Regions from separate parts of the Mus musculus genome. Here region 1 is linked to region 2. The links are chromatin contacts, called in public HiCAR-type maps. All regions are on one chromosome and are shown on one strand. Each heading gives the region's core, a stretch centred on a gene start, on an enhancer-like site or on the middle of the called end of the contact. The rest is flanking DNA. Distances are from core to core; before and after follow the strand shown. Region 1 holds the start of Itch (itchy, E3 ubiquitin protein ligase). Region 2 has its middle 49 kb from the start of Eif2s2.

Region 1 (7,278 bases), core at 1,519-4,018, 190 kb before region 2:
AGCCTTGATCTCTCACGACATCAAATTCACGAGCATTAGCACTGTACGCAGAGCTTTTCCAGAACAGGTCCTTTTGCCCTCCTGGTCCTGAGGCCCCTGCATCCCACACCCTGCGCTCCTTTTCTCCCACCTTCCTAACTGACACACGCCTCGAGGTAGTAAGGTATTTCCTTCCCTTTCTTCACCTCTGCCCCATTCCTACTCATCCTCTAACCCACTGCTTCTCAACCCTCCTAAGGCTGTGACCCTTTAATACAGTTCCTCATGCTGTACAGTCCCTCATGGGGCTTACCAGCTCCAACCATAACATTATTTTTTGCTGCTTCTTCATAATTGTAATTTTGCTACTGTTATGAATTACAATGTAAATATTTTTGGAGCTAGAGGCTTGCCAAAGGGGCCAAAACCCAGCTTGAGAACCACTGCTCTAGAACCTCGGGTCCATAGACTAACCCTTTTTTGAGCCAGGACCCACTAGGTAGCTGTGATGGCCTGGAACTAACCATGTTGACCTTCATACATAGGTCTTGCCACTTCCCTCAACAATCCCACACAGGCCACTTCCACTTCCTCCCCCATCTCAAAGCTTTTTGTGCTGTCTTTGTTATAACCATACTATGATTTGCCTCAGTGTTCCCAAAACCATCCCAACTACCTACAGCCCATCTGTAAGTAAAGTTATAGAAGCCAATCCAGACCCACTATTCTATCTCAAAACTGAGACCTGAGAGCATCTACTTTTTTAAAAAGGGTCTCAAGTACTTCAGGCGGCCTCACCTCCCAATGCTTCTGAGAGCTAAATAAACTTGGGCCTTGTGTGTGGTAAACAAGCACTCTACCAACTGAGCTGAAAACTCTACTTTCAAAAATCTCTCCTGGTCCAGCAAAATAGCTCAGCAAGGAAAGTCACTTGCTATGCAAGCCTGATGACCTGAGTGTGAACCCTAGAACACACAGGAAAGAGGAAACACTCTTGACTTCCAACTCAAGTCATGGTGTGCGCATGCACACATACACACACACAAATAAACAAATCTCAAAACTTCTCCCGAGCCCACTCTGTTGGTTAAGCACCTATAATCCCAGCACTTGGGAGGGAGAGGCAGGAAGACAGAATGACGTTTGATGCCAGCCTAGGTTTACACACAGTGTGTTCTAGTCCAGTCAGCGATACAGAGCAAATCATGTCTCAAAACAAAAACAAAAAAATTAAAAGCTCTTGTAATTACACTAATGGCCAAACCTTGGGACCATGGATCAGTCTGTCTCTTAAGTAAATCTTTGTTGTTGTTTTGTTTGTTTGTTTGTTTGTTTTAAAGAATGTAGAATTTACTCTAGAATACAGTAAAAAGTATTAGGCACTTGCTTTTGGATTCATAGTATATATATCCTTGTTGACATCTGAAGTTTGAATTCCTGAACTCACACATACAAAGTATATTCACTGTTCAAAAGAAAATTTCAATCTTTTTTAAACCTGCAAAATTAAGCCTTAGGTAACCCTGTGATACACAAGGCTGAATCTCAAACTTGCCCCCAAAAGACTTTATTTCAGATGAGAACCAAGCCCTCTGCCAATCCTGGGAGTGAACATACACAGCCTTTACCTACTTTCTTAAGATAAGGATACAGGAGAACCACCCACTTAAGAGAATGATGATGGGTGGCTAGATGGTGTTCTGTCAACTGTGAAGAAGAAAACCTCCCTCTTCTCCCCACTGCCCCCTTTAGAACAAGTTCACTGCAGCTTAAAGAGGAACAGAAGTCTCAACAGGATTAGGATTCTAACACAGCCAAGAAAACAAGCGAGTGGGGAACTGTGAATTTGGGGTACTTTGCAAGTCACCTGGTCACATCTCTAACTTTAGGCCCAATGCCTACTTCGGGTGCACTGACCCTTATATATTTTTTTTCTCTCTTGAAGTTGCAGCCGGGAACTATGTCTCAAAACTCAAGTCTTCTATTTAAAAGTCCTGCCCTCATTGGGCTTCCACCTTTCAAATGCGCTCACCTCTACTTTTTTCTTTGCTCAAGAAAAGTACGCTCTCGGTAGAAAGGGCTGTGACAGCTCCACGTCTGCAAAAGTCGGTGGCGCCGGCCTGGGCCGGGACCACCATGAGTGGGGACAATGGAGGGAGGAGGGAAGTACAAGACAGAAGGGGAAGCAGTCACTGGGGAAGGTCCTCTGCGAGTGGGAGCTTGGAAAAGTCTCGGGGGGAGCCTGCCAGGTGGCAGGTGGGCCCGGCCGCCGCCCCTCAAAGGGCCACGTCGCGCGGGCGGGCCGCTGCCACCGGGCCCCGCGCGTAGGCCGGGCCGCGGGAGAGGAACCCCCGGGCGCGGCAGCGGGGCGCGGGGCTGGACCCTGCCCACGTCCGCCGCGGCTCGGCTCTCTCCCAACTTGGGGCTCGCGGGCCTACAGGCTCCGGACGCCTAGGCCAAGCACTAGCAGTTCGGCTCGACCTGCTGACCCACCCGCCACTCGGCTCGGGCCACCAGCCGGCTCTCCGGGCGCCCCCCACGGACACCGGCTGCGGGAAGAGCAGCCCCGGCTCTAGGTCCAGACTCGAGCGCCACACTCCTCTACCCTTCGCATTCCCCATGCCTTTTCATCCAAACTCCCTCCAAGCCACAGAAATGACCCCAGTCTGCCTGCGCGTGTTTACCGGGACTCGGGGCGGCGACGACTCCTCAGTCCCTCCGCTAAGATGGCAGCCGGTCCCGAGCCCCGACTACAGCGACTAGAGCTACTTCACACCTAGTGCGCAGGCGCGGCCTCCTCGGCGCAGTCCGGACTACAGGCCCCAGCAGGCCTTGCGCGCCAGCCTCCTAAATCATTTTTCCTCACCTCCAGGTGAAGTGGACACTAAGCCTTGCTCTCTACATCTCCAAGGCTTTTTTCTTTTCTTCCTTCCTTTCTCCTTTCCTTTCTCCCTTCTTTCCTTTCTTCTTTCGTTCCTTCCTTTTGACCCCTTCTTCCCCGCCAGGACCTCTAAAGACTGTTACCAAATGCTAGCGTGTCTCAGAATCACTTGAACAGCTTTTAAAAACAGACTGCTGAGCTCCACCGCCAGTTTCTGACTCAGTAGATCTGGGATGGAATAGGGGTTGCTTTATAATCTGCATTTTTATCAAGTTCTCTCCTGATACTCCTAACAGCAGGAATCACAATTTATGAAGCACTGTGCCGGTTCTATCCTTCTGGAGTTACACTGTTTGGGTTCAAATTCTCCTTTCTCCACCTTTTGACAGGAAGTTCTTAGGAGGGTGACAGCTTGACAGCGCCAAGGCGGCATGAGTTATAAAAACTGAAAAGCATACTTCTAAACGTTTACAACAAAACTATGTGAAAGATGCCATTGGTTACCTTTTCAGATGCTTAAATTAAACTTCTTAACCCAGGCAAAACACATCTAATCCTACCGAATTAATAGGCTGTGCAGTGGTAATAATAGAGGCACGTGATAATTAGCAAACTTTGCTATTATTGTTTATCCTGTTTCCTCGTAAGGAAACTATCTAGAAAGTCACTTAAACTTTTCGAAATACCTTTGAAACTACCATATTATGAATTATGTGCTGAGTTTATTAAACAAAAAAGATTCTGAGTTGGGAGGATGGTTCAGTGGGTAAAGGCTCTTGCCATGCAAGCACAAGGATGTTTGAAACCCCAGCATTCATATAAAAGCTGGCACCAACGGACCCCTAACAGTGGTGGGCAGACATAGGAGCTCCCTAGTCAACGCCCTAGACCACACAGCAAGCTTCAGGTTCCATTAGAAGACAGAGACAAATGGATCTCTGTGGGTTCAAGGCTAGCCATGTCCAAATATCTTGAGAGTTCTAGACCAACCGAGGTTACGTGGTGAAACCCTGGGTTTGGGTTTTTGGGATTTTGTTTTTGTTTTTTAGTTTTGGTTTGGTGTGTTTAAGTATTTAAAAGTTCTTCTGCACTTCCAGCCAATGTTTGCCACATTAGGGATTAAGCTGTAAGAGTTGGCTCAAGATGTAACTCACTAGTAGATACTTACATAGCATTGATGAGGCCCAAGATTTTATCCCCAATATTGAGAGAGTGGTGTGCTCTAGGAGAATCTGGGTTGGTTTCTTGTTTCGTTTTGTTTTGTTTTTTAAACTAGCATCCCAGATGATTCTTGTCACTGGGCATACTATAAGATATTTTAACAAATATTATAAATATATTTTGTTACTTTATTATTTTGTACAGAAAACAACTGAATATAAAGGAAATTATTAATTGGCCCAAGATCACTAACACAGAAACCAAGGTTCCAAGCCAAGTCATCTAGTTCCAGATAATCTTTATCTACAGTTTTTTCTTTATTTAGGGGACAAATTCTCACTAACTAACTCAGACTGGCCTCATGCTCAGGATGCTTCACGCTCAACCTTCCCAGTAATGAGATTACAAGCATGAATTACCACACTCAGCTTGCCTACATGGGTTTTGCATTTCTATTTTATTTATTTTTATAAGTGTGGAGGTCAGAGGACAACTTCTAGGAACTGGTTCTCGGCTCCCACTGTGGGATCCAGGTATCAGGCAGGGGTGGAACCCAAGTAGTCAGGTTTGTAGATTGGTTGGCCAAGCCCCATAATTTAAAACTTCTCCTTTTTTGGGTTTGTTTTGGTTTTGGTTTTTTTGAGACAGGGTTTCTCTGTGAAGCCCTGGATGTCCTGGAACTCACTTTATAGACCAGGCTGGCCTCTCGAATTCAGAAATCCGCCTGTTTCTACCTCCCAAGTGCTGGCACTAAAGGCGTGCGCCACCACTGCCCAGCTCAATTGAAAACTTCTATGATAGTAGGTAAAACTAACGTGATGAAAGTTAAAAGCTATACTCCAAACTTCTCCCAAGAAAATCTTTTTAAAAAATTATTGTTCTGGGGATTTAATGTTGGATTTGTATATACTATACATGTGCTATGTCCCTAAGATGGACCTAACCCCTAGAAGTTTAGAAAGTTCTAGATGAAGCCAAGAATGGGCATTTTCCCAGTGATGCTGACACCCAGGAATCACATTTTGTGACCTACTGAACTATATACTGCCTTAGCCTTCTGCCAGTGTCAATGGGGGAATCATCTCTGACCTGCAAGGCAGGAACTAGCAAGAATTAACAATGTGGACTTCAGAGAAATATGGATTTTTAAAATTCAGTCCTTCTCCCAACAACTCACTGTTACTGAACCAATGTCCAACTGCTTGTCACTGAATGTCAGCCCTTTTCTAGAGGAAAATGATGAGAAGGAAACCACGTTTATTCAGAGACTGACATCCTGAGGAGGTGGAGCCCAGTGCCTCCAAGGTTCATCTCAGGAAACTTGAGGTCACAAAGTTTGTGTGTATGTGCGTGTGCGTTTATCTGTATATCTGTGTGGCTCAGTGTATGTGTTTGTGTGTGTATTTGTGTGTCTCTGTGTGTTTTTGTCTCTGGGGTTGAGGGATTTCAGAGGGCAGAGGTAGAATCTAAGTGTCTTCTTCAATCACTATTTTCTGAGATAGAGTGGCTTACTAAGCCAGGAGGTCACCAATTCAGCTAGACTGGCTGGCCGGCACACTCCAGGGGTCCTCCTCTTTCCCACTTTCCAGTACTGGGATCACAGGTATGTGTCACCAAGCCCAGCTTTTGACATGGATACTGGTAATCACAACTTTATATTTGTGCAGTAAGCACTCTACCTACTAATAAGCTATCTCTCCAGCCCAATGAAGGGCTTTTATAAGAAATGAAAACACTGAAGCCGGACGTGGTGGTGCACGCCTTTAATCCCAGCCCTCAGGAGGCAGAGGCAGGCAGATTTCTGAGTTCAAGGCCAGCCTGGTCTACAAAGTGAATTCCAGGACAGCCAGGGCTATACAGAGAAACTCTGTCTCGAAACCCCACCCCCCAAAAAAGAAAACACTGGAGGGTGAGGATGGTGATGGGCAAACCTAGAACAAGTAACAAACATATTACCTCTCTCCAAGCTCAACATCATACCAACTTACGTGTTTTGTGTTATCTGATGCCCCGAATCCAAGGACATGGAATGGCTGTACACATTCCGATATTATATGAAGGTCAGGGTTCTAAATCTAAACTAAGACGACTTAACAATTAACACCTTAATCACCTAAGTTGAAATTTTTTCTTGAGAATCTAGAATAAGAATTTAGAATACCCAGCAAAGGGAGGGGAATGAAAAGCAACCCAGCCCAGGGAAACACGCAAGTGCCAAGCCAAGGTTACAAAGTCTTACAGTCATCTGAGCCTCAACAACCAAATCACCAATATGAAAGTAGTAGATCCTGGAACAGAGATGTGAGGCTCAGCCCAGAAGCGAGGCTAGCCCATCTAGCCCTCCAAAAAACCAACCAAAGAGAAAATAACCTCGACAAGCAAACAAAGGAGATTTGCTGCAATATGAACATGGTGAGAACAACAGAGGTCCAGTGAGCCCCTCGGGTCCAACTTTAGAGCCCTGTCATGAAGATTAGGTTCAAATGGAGGGCAAAAGGTATACATAACTAAGCACTCATGGTTAAAGTGAGGTCTTGTTCACAATCATTGTCTGGGCTCCAGTTTCTCTTGGAAGGTAGCCTGGTAAGTTGTCGGAACTATGTGAAATATTTGTGGGAGCCAAGTTCTCCTCTGCCTGGCTCCAGGGCCCTGGCCTTTCCCTACACGTGAATGAGACTCCTGGAAAGATTCTAATTTCTTGGGTTCCCCTGTCCCAATAGTTTGATAGCTGAAGGGAGGCATACAAGGGTCTCTTTTGCTGTCTTCATTCCTTTCAGAATGGTTACAAGTCCACCTTTCAGGATCTGGTGAGGATTCAGGCAGATCTGAAATAGGTACTTGCTTGTTCTCCAAGAAGCCTTTGTTGGTCAAGGCAGCAAATCACAGTCAGGCCATTTCCTCATTCTTTCATGCTCTGTGATTCTGGCTCTCAGGTTCCTTGACTCAGAACTCACTCTAATCTTGGCTTGACTGAAAGAATTAAAATATAGAAACAGTGGTTAATAAAACCTCAAACCACTTTCATTTTCCATCTGCCTAGTATGGCAGGAAAGAACCATCCCTTGCTACAGCAAAAGCTCGAAGGCTGGAGGATCTGGTTATAAGAAAGGCAAGGAAGCCGGGTGTGGTGGCGCACGCCTTTAATCCCAGCACTCGGGAGGCAGAGGCAGGTGGATTTCTGAGTTCGAGGCCAGCCTGGTCTACAGAGTGAGTTCCAGGACAGCCAGGGCTGCACAGAGAAACCCTGTCTCAAAAAA
Region 2 (6,754 bases), core at 797-3,296:
GCGAATCGGCTGGACTGACTGGCCGGAGAATCCCAGGCACCTTCCTGTTTCTGCCTCCTTGACTCTGGGATAACAGACCCAGCCTGTTTCACAAGGGCACTGAGGGTCACGCCCAGACCCTCTGTGCTTGGCATGCGCCTTACTAACTGAGCCGTCTCCCTGCCCCTAGGGAAGGTGTTTTGTTTGTCTGTTTTGGATTGTTTTTGTTTTTGTTTTTCAAGGCCAGTTTTCTCTGGATAGCCCTGGCTGTCCTTGAACTCACTTTGTAGACCAGGCTGGCCTTGAACTCAGAAATCCGCCTGCCTCTGCCTCCTAAATGCTGGGATTAAAGGCGTACACCACCGCTGCCCGGCGTAGGAAGTTGGTTTTTGTGTGTGTTTAAAAAAAAAAAAAAACCCACAATAACTTACACTTGCTCTTTCAATCAGTAAGGGGCAGGTGCAAGATTTTCCTGCAACACCTTCTCCCTCTGGTAACTTTAACCTGGTTACATAGCCATCTATCTGTTTCTCTGAGTATGGGGCAAACCCTAGGGAATCCACAAATGAAAAATATGAGGGATCCAAGAAAGCCTGGGGATAAGCAGAATATTATAAAACACAGAGAAATTGCGGTATCATAGGTGACTGACGTGAGACTAGGAAGCTAGAGAAAGTGAGAACTCTACTACGAGAATGGGCGTCACCTTGCAGCATTTATCTTTCTTTCCTGCCATGTGCCATGCTGTCCCTCAGATGTTCTCCCAGGACCAGGGGACCTGATGCCTCCCATCAGCCCCCAGGACTCAGGAAGGGCAGCTATTCGTGCTAGATTATTTTGGAGTCTGAAACTGATAACTTTCTTCCCAGCCCTTCCTCGGTGGGGGCTTTTGAACTGCTGTCTTCAGGACTTGTAAAGTCAGGCAGAGCAGGAGCTGAGCCCCCTGAAGGGCTCCTGTCAGCTCTGCTGTTCCCCCAACAACCTTTCTAACCCATAGACCATAGACACACTGCAGCTCTGCTCTTACCCAGGAACCTATCCCCTCTCTCCTTGGCTCAGAGGGTTGCCCGCTGGAGAAGCATGAGGACCTGAGCTTGGATGTCCAGGACCCACGTAGTAAGTCAAGTACAGCAGCTGTGAACATCTGTAGCCACAGCAGAGCAGGGTTGGAGGAGACAGGCAGACCCTAAGAGCTTGCCGGTTGAAGTGGCAATGCCAGGTTCAATGAGAGACCAGGCCTCAAAAAATAATATGGGTAATGATAGAAGAAAATATCTCAAATTTACCTCTGGCTTCTGTACACATCCACATGTATGTGCAGACACACCTGCATACATTCATATGCATCACATACACACACACTTAAGAAAATGGATAGAATTGTTCCCATTATGTTGTTTCACCCCATCATAGGGGTGCTCAGATTTAAAGTGCATCTCTGTGTTAACACTTTGTAAAAAGAAGGAGGAGGAGGAGAAGGAAAAGAAGAAAAGAAAAGAAAGAGACAAATGGAGAAAATGAATAGGAAAACCATTGAGTAGTAATGAGGTGTATGATGGGTGCGGGTGTTTGCCACCAAGCCGGACAACCGGAGGAACGCTGACTCCTGGGGAAGGAAGGGGAAAAAGAAGGAATAAGGAAAGCGGGGAGGAGATGGAGGAAAATAACTGATAACAGGTAACAGCTTGAGCCCAGAAACAAATATACAAGGTCTTTCCTCTTGTCTTCCCTCTACTGAGTCTGTGATGAGATCCATCAGGAAGTCTCCGGAGCAGAGCGCTGTGGCCGCCTGGGGGCAGTGCAGTCTCGCGGATAGGTTTTGCAGCCGCCGAGTTTGAGGCCCATTTCAGAGTTGGTTCTGCCCAGTAGTTTCCTTTCCTTTCTCTTCAGGTCCTCGTCTGAGTTCATCCTTATTTCAGGTTCCCACTGAATTGGTTAGGGAGGAACGGGGATCTGGGGCCTGGGGTGACACTCATTCACATAACACACCCACTTGTGTACATCCCGGAAATGTCCAGGTTCCAATTTCCACGAGGCAGAGTTAAATAAGACTGGAGGCATCTTTGAGCCAACAAACATCTGATTTAAAGAGCACAGGCTGGTCTTAAATACTGTTAACAAGTGCAGGTTGTGGAGACGTCCCATTTTCTTAGTTCTTTCTTAGCTCCTGGCTCTCCATGAACGATGGATGGAAGAAATACCCCCTCCCCGCTTTTAGGAGCTTTTAGCTATTTAGGAAAAGACATCGATTGCTCAACCGGTGCCTGCTGTCCTTGGTGCGTTGCTCCCAGTGGTTATATCAGGCCTCTACTCTAGGTTGGCGTCTTTGCCTGATGAATGCCTGGGGCGGAGGCTGGGAATCAGCAGTGTCTGTGCCCGCCCCTCTGAGCACACAGGCGCCCCATTCAAAACAATGTGGCCCTAGGCATCAGTGAAAGGGCTGCAGTCAGACTTGGCCTCACAAGGACTCACCTCTCTTTATCACCATCTCAAGCCCCGCTCAGGAAGCTCTCTCTTCGCTAACCTCAAGAGTCCCTTTTCCCTCAGTCAAAATCAGCTTCCAGCTCTAACACCCTGGGGTGATTTTTTTTAAAAATCTGTTGATTGATCCCGTGCCCTGTTTCTGGGATGGTTGCTTGCTGTCCTCTGAGCATAGGGAGTACTCTAAGCTTCCATACCCTTTTCTCACATGGTCACCTCATCTGAAATACATTTTCTGTCTCTCTGCCTGATGAATTCTTTATCTATCTTTATGTCCTAAATGAAACGTCCTAGAGCCGAGCACAGTGGTACGTACCTGTAGCTCTAGCAACTGGGAGACAGAGGAAGAAAGATCAGAAGTTCAAGGCCAGCCTGGACTCACCCCACCTCCTCCCCCAGTCTCTCCCATAGTTTCCCCCGACTCTTTCCTTCCCCTTGGAGTTCATACACAACCTTGTGGTTCCTTCCCCATTTTCACGTAGCCGGGCTTTAGCTGTGTTTTCCTGTTAGATGGTGAACTCAGTGTGGGCTTTAAACACTCAGCCAAGAGGCCGTGCTGAGGTTGCTTTGCCTCATTATCTTAAGGCTATCTCGTTAGCGGTAGCTCAGCCTAACACTGAGCACATAGGAGCCCGGTGTTCAACCCTGCTGGATATGATCAAAGCTGGAAGACATCAGGCAAAATGTGGTTATTCTTTTATTTTCACTTTCTATTTCCACTTCCCAGGAGATTTAGGTAACTGCTCCCAATTTCCTCTCTTATCATTTATAGTCCTCCTGGCCATCTGCATCCCATTACGATTTCATCTGGCTGTCTAGGGCCAACTTTCCTAGGCCTGGCTGCCTGCTCATTTGTGACTTTTATCAACCTGCTGCTCTGTGGGTGATGTTGTAGGCACTGGGTAGGCAGCAGCAAAGGACACTTTCCTAGCACTTAGACTGCAGGGGGAACAGGAGACCAAGATAGGTAAACAAAGGGGATTTCAATGACTAGGGATTCTAGGAAGGAAAGGGGGTCACGTGGTACAAAGAACAATAGAATCTCAGAGGGAAGAGTCCAGCCATGGGGGTATGTGCTAAGAAAGCCTTTCATGCAGAGGGTGAGCAGCCACACTGGTCCTGAACAGGAACAAGTGATGGAAAAGTTGTGAAGCATGCAGCTACATAAGGAGAGGGCTTGCACATTTTCCTTAGCTTGCTGGCATCCCTTCAGAGAGCCCTTAGTGGCTTTGATCCCTTCTGGGAAGTGACCAGTTCCCCCTAGCCTTCACCTCCTCACCACTCCATCCAATTTCCTCTCAGTGAATCTTGTTGATCATCTGACACATACCTGATCCCTTCATCTGATCTTGGTGACTGGAGTGCCAACTTATGGGGTTGAATCTTCCTTTGTGTGGTCTCTTATTAAGATAAGACCTCCTTCCTTGATTTCTTCAAGAAGTTCTGGGTTCTGCTCTCTTTAGGAAAGAGCCAAAGATTCAGATGGACATCCAACTGTAGCATGGGTTGGGGGACCTAGTCCCCTGTTTTGACACTCACAGGCGACTGAGCCTGGGCTCCACCTCTGTGAATCCCAGACTTATCTTCCCACATGGATTCTTTTTTTTTTTTTTTTTTTTTTTTTTTTTTTAAAGATTTATTTATTTATTATATGTAAGTACACTGTAGCTGTCTTCAGACACTCCAGAAGAGGGAGTCAGATCTTGTTACGGATGGTTGTGAGCCACCATGTGGTTGCTGGGATTTGAACTCTGGACCTTCGGAAGAGCAGTCGGGTGCTCTAACCCACTGAGCCATCTCACCAGCCCCCCCACATGGATTCTTATTATTCTCTATTCTACATTGTTGTCCAGTGGGCTCTTATGCCCAGATGGCGAGAGAGTCATCTTAGATGCCCAAGTGCTTACATAAAGGGGCTAGAGAGCTTCCTGGTGCTGGAGACATGAAAAGCTTTAAGTAAGTCAGGAGCCCATATCGAAGCCAGATGGTTCGCTTTACAGTAAAGATCACAGGGCCTGAAAACTATGAGGAAGGAGGGCCAGCCAGGGGACAAGCTCTTTGGAGTGAAGATCCTGGCATGCCTGTACTTAGGAAGGTGCAGGCCTTCTACCCACAGACTCCCTGCCCTTAGATTCCTACTGGACTCCTAGGCCAGTCAGATTCTCCTCAGGTCCAGACTAGTAGAAGGTTCAAACAATAAGGGCTGAAGAATGAAGCTGACTGTTCTCTGAAACGTCAGGCTCCCTACATCTTCCTGGTCAGATGCACCCCAACAATGCCTTTTTCTCTAATAAATTGACAAGCCCCGTGTCTCATTCTGACAGCCTCCTTAACCTGCCTTTCTACTGTGTAGAATACATTTCAAGTATTGAAAGCACTCTTACCCATTGAACATCTCTGCCTGGGGACTTTACATACCAGCACTTATGTTAGAACTTGGGAGTTCCCATCGTTACTGATACAGAAGTAGAGGTTGTCTTTAGGCAAGTTGGAGAGGGTACAGCATGCCAGGGCTCCAGCGACCTCTCTGTTCCCATCTGCATCATCGGCTCCGTGTAACAGGCAGCATTCATGGGGAAAGACCCATGACCCCATGCTCACACCGAAGACTAGGCAATGCTTTTGTTCCTAAAGACTGATTTCCTACCCACCCAGCTTCATCTTTATCAGATCCTGCGAACGAACAGTCCTAGCAACGTTGAGACATGAGATAATGTTTAGTCTCCATGTGGGCAAAATGTGATGCTTAGATGACAACGGAACTGTGAACTTTAAGTTCCTGGGAAGAGGTCACGTTTACCTTGAACGTTCTGATCGACTGATTGGAACTTCAGTGACATTGGAGGGGTTGGAATGTTCTGAGTCCAGAGCCAAACACTTCATCCGTACATTGCCCATCTCTGTGTGTGATCGAACATCCACGTGACTATTGGATAAATCCTTTTGAACTGTACCAACCGACTCTTAGGTTCTACCAACTCAAAAGCGAAGAATGTCCTCAGAAACCATCTGCTGCTCAGGGCACAGGAGTTGAAGCTTTGCCGTCACCTTTGCCTGCTGTTTCCACCAATGTTTTTTAAAAATTGTCTTCTTATAACTTGCTCTAGTTTGCTCCTATTAAAAACTTCATGAATAAATTAAAAAAAAAAACTTCATGAAGTTGTAACCTTATTGTAATATTGGTGGTGGTGGTGGGGAGGAGCTGGGTAACCTAAATTGTGTTTCCAGATCTTAGCCACTCAGACTTTCAGGATAAATTCTCCCTTGGCTCCTACTGTTTGGTTTTGGAAACATTATCAGTTTTGAACATGAACCATCCCACGCAGGCTAATGAGTTGAATGCTTGGTCCTTGGCAGGGGCTTACTTTGAAAGTCCTAGTCCTTAAGTTAGTGAGATCCATTTGACAAATGTGAGTCCTAAGTCCTCTGAAGATTGTGCCTGCTGCCAGCATCTTCTTTCCCTGCCTCTCTCTCTCTCTCTCTCTCTCTCTCTCTCTCTCTCTCTCTCTCTCTCTCTCTCTCTCTCTGCTCCTGCTACAGTGGTGTTCTGTTTCCCCATGAGGCCAGAACAGTGGAGATAAGGACTAGGAACCCTCCGAAACCCTGAGCCAAAGGAAGGAATTCTTCCCTTTAATTAATTAATTTATCATAGTGATACAAGCATAGCTCTCATAAGGCTTGAGGCTTCATCATCTCAAGAGCTAACGGCTGATTTCACAGGCCTCTCCTCTAATCTGCTCCCCTAAGGCAAGATGCTTAGCTTTGATTGTCAATTTGGCTCAACTTAGAATCACCCAAAAAAAAAAGAGTCTCAGTGAGGGATTAGCTCCATTAGGTTGACCTGAGGTCACTGTCTTAATTAAGCTAGTGAATGTGGAAGCCACATACGAGGGCCCCGTACGTCTCCTAGGCAAAGTTCTGATCTGTGTAAGAGTGGGGAGGTCATGCTGAGAACATGCAAGCAAGCAGGTGCACACACATGCATGCATTGATCATTCTGCTCTTCACTGTGGACATGATGTCACCAGCTGTCACCAGCTCCTGCTGTCATAATGTCCCCACAGTGATGCCTAAAAGAACACTTTCTCCCACACATTGTGGTGGTTTGAATAAGAATGGCCTCCATAGATGTATGTATCTGACCGCTGAGTCCACCAGGGAGTCAAACTGAGATGGAGTAGAAGATTAGGGTCTGATAGAATAGGTATGGGCTTGTTGGAAGATAGGTGTCATCGAGGGTAACCTTTGAGGTTTCAAAAGCCTACACCAGGCCCCAGTCTGTCTCTCTCTCTCT

What was found. HiCAR-type assays count read pairs that join an accessible place to other places.
Region 1: a contact with region 2 is called in a HiCAR-type map of astrocytes, with 2.6 times the contacts expected there. The contact joins the promoter of Itch here to the enhancer-like site in region 2. A contact is called at or near these places in 4 of 39 promoter capture datasets (HPC-7-derived erythroid cells, cranial neural crest, frontonasal cranial neural crest and 1 more), 1 of 115 datasets of contacts at active chromatin or transcription factors (astrocytes) and 1 of 9 other capture datasets (pancreatic islet).

The regions. Positions count from the first base shown.
Region 1 is chr2:155,128,971-155,136,248 of GRCm38.p6, reverse strand. It overlaps Itch (itchy, E3 ubiquitin protein ligase), which reads right to left and starts at 2,768. Exons shown (of 25, transcript NM_008395.3): 1 at 2,664-2,768.
Region 2 is chr2:154,938,318-154,945,071 of GRCm38.p6, reverse strand. No RefSeq gene overlaps it. Among named protein-coding and RNA genes, the nearest start is that of Eif2s2, 49 kb to the right of the region's middle. Within about 2 kb of position 2,046, at least 27 of the 459 cell types and tissues checked have an H3K27ac peak or open chromatin away from gene starts, as enhancers often do.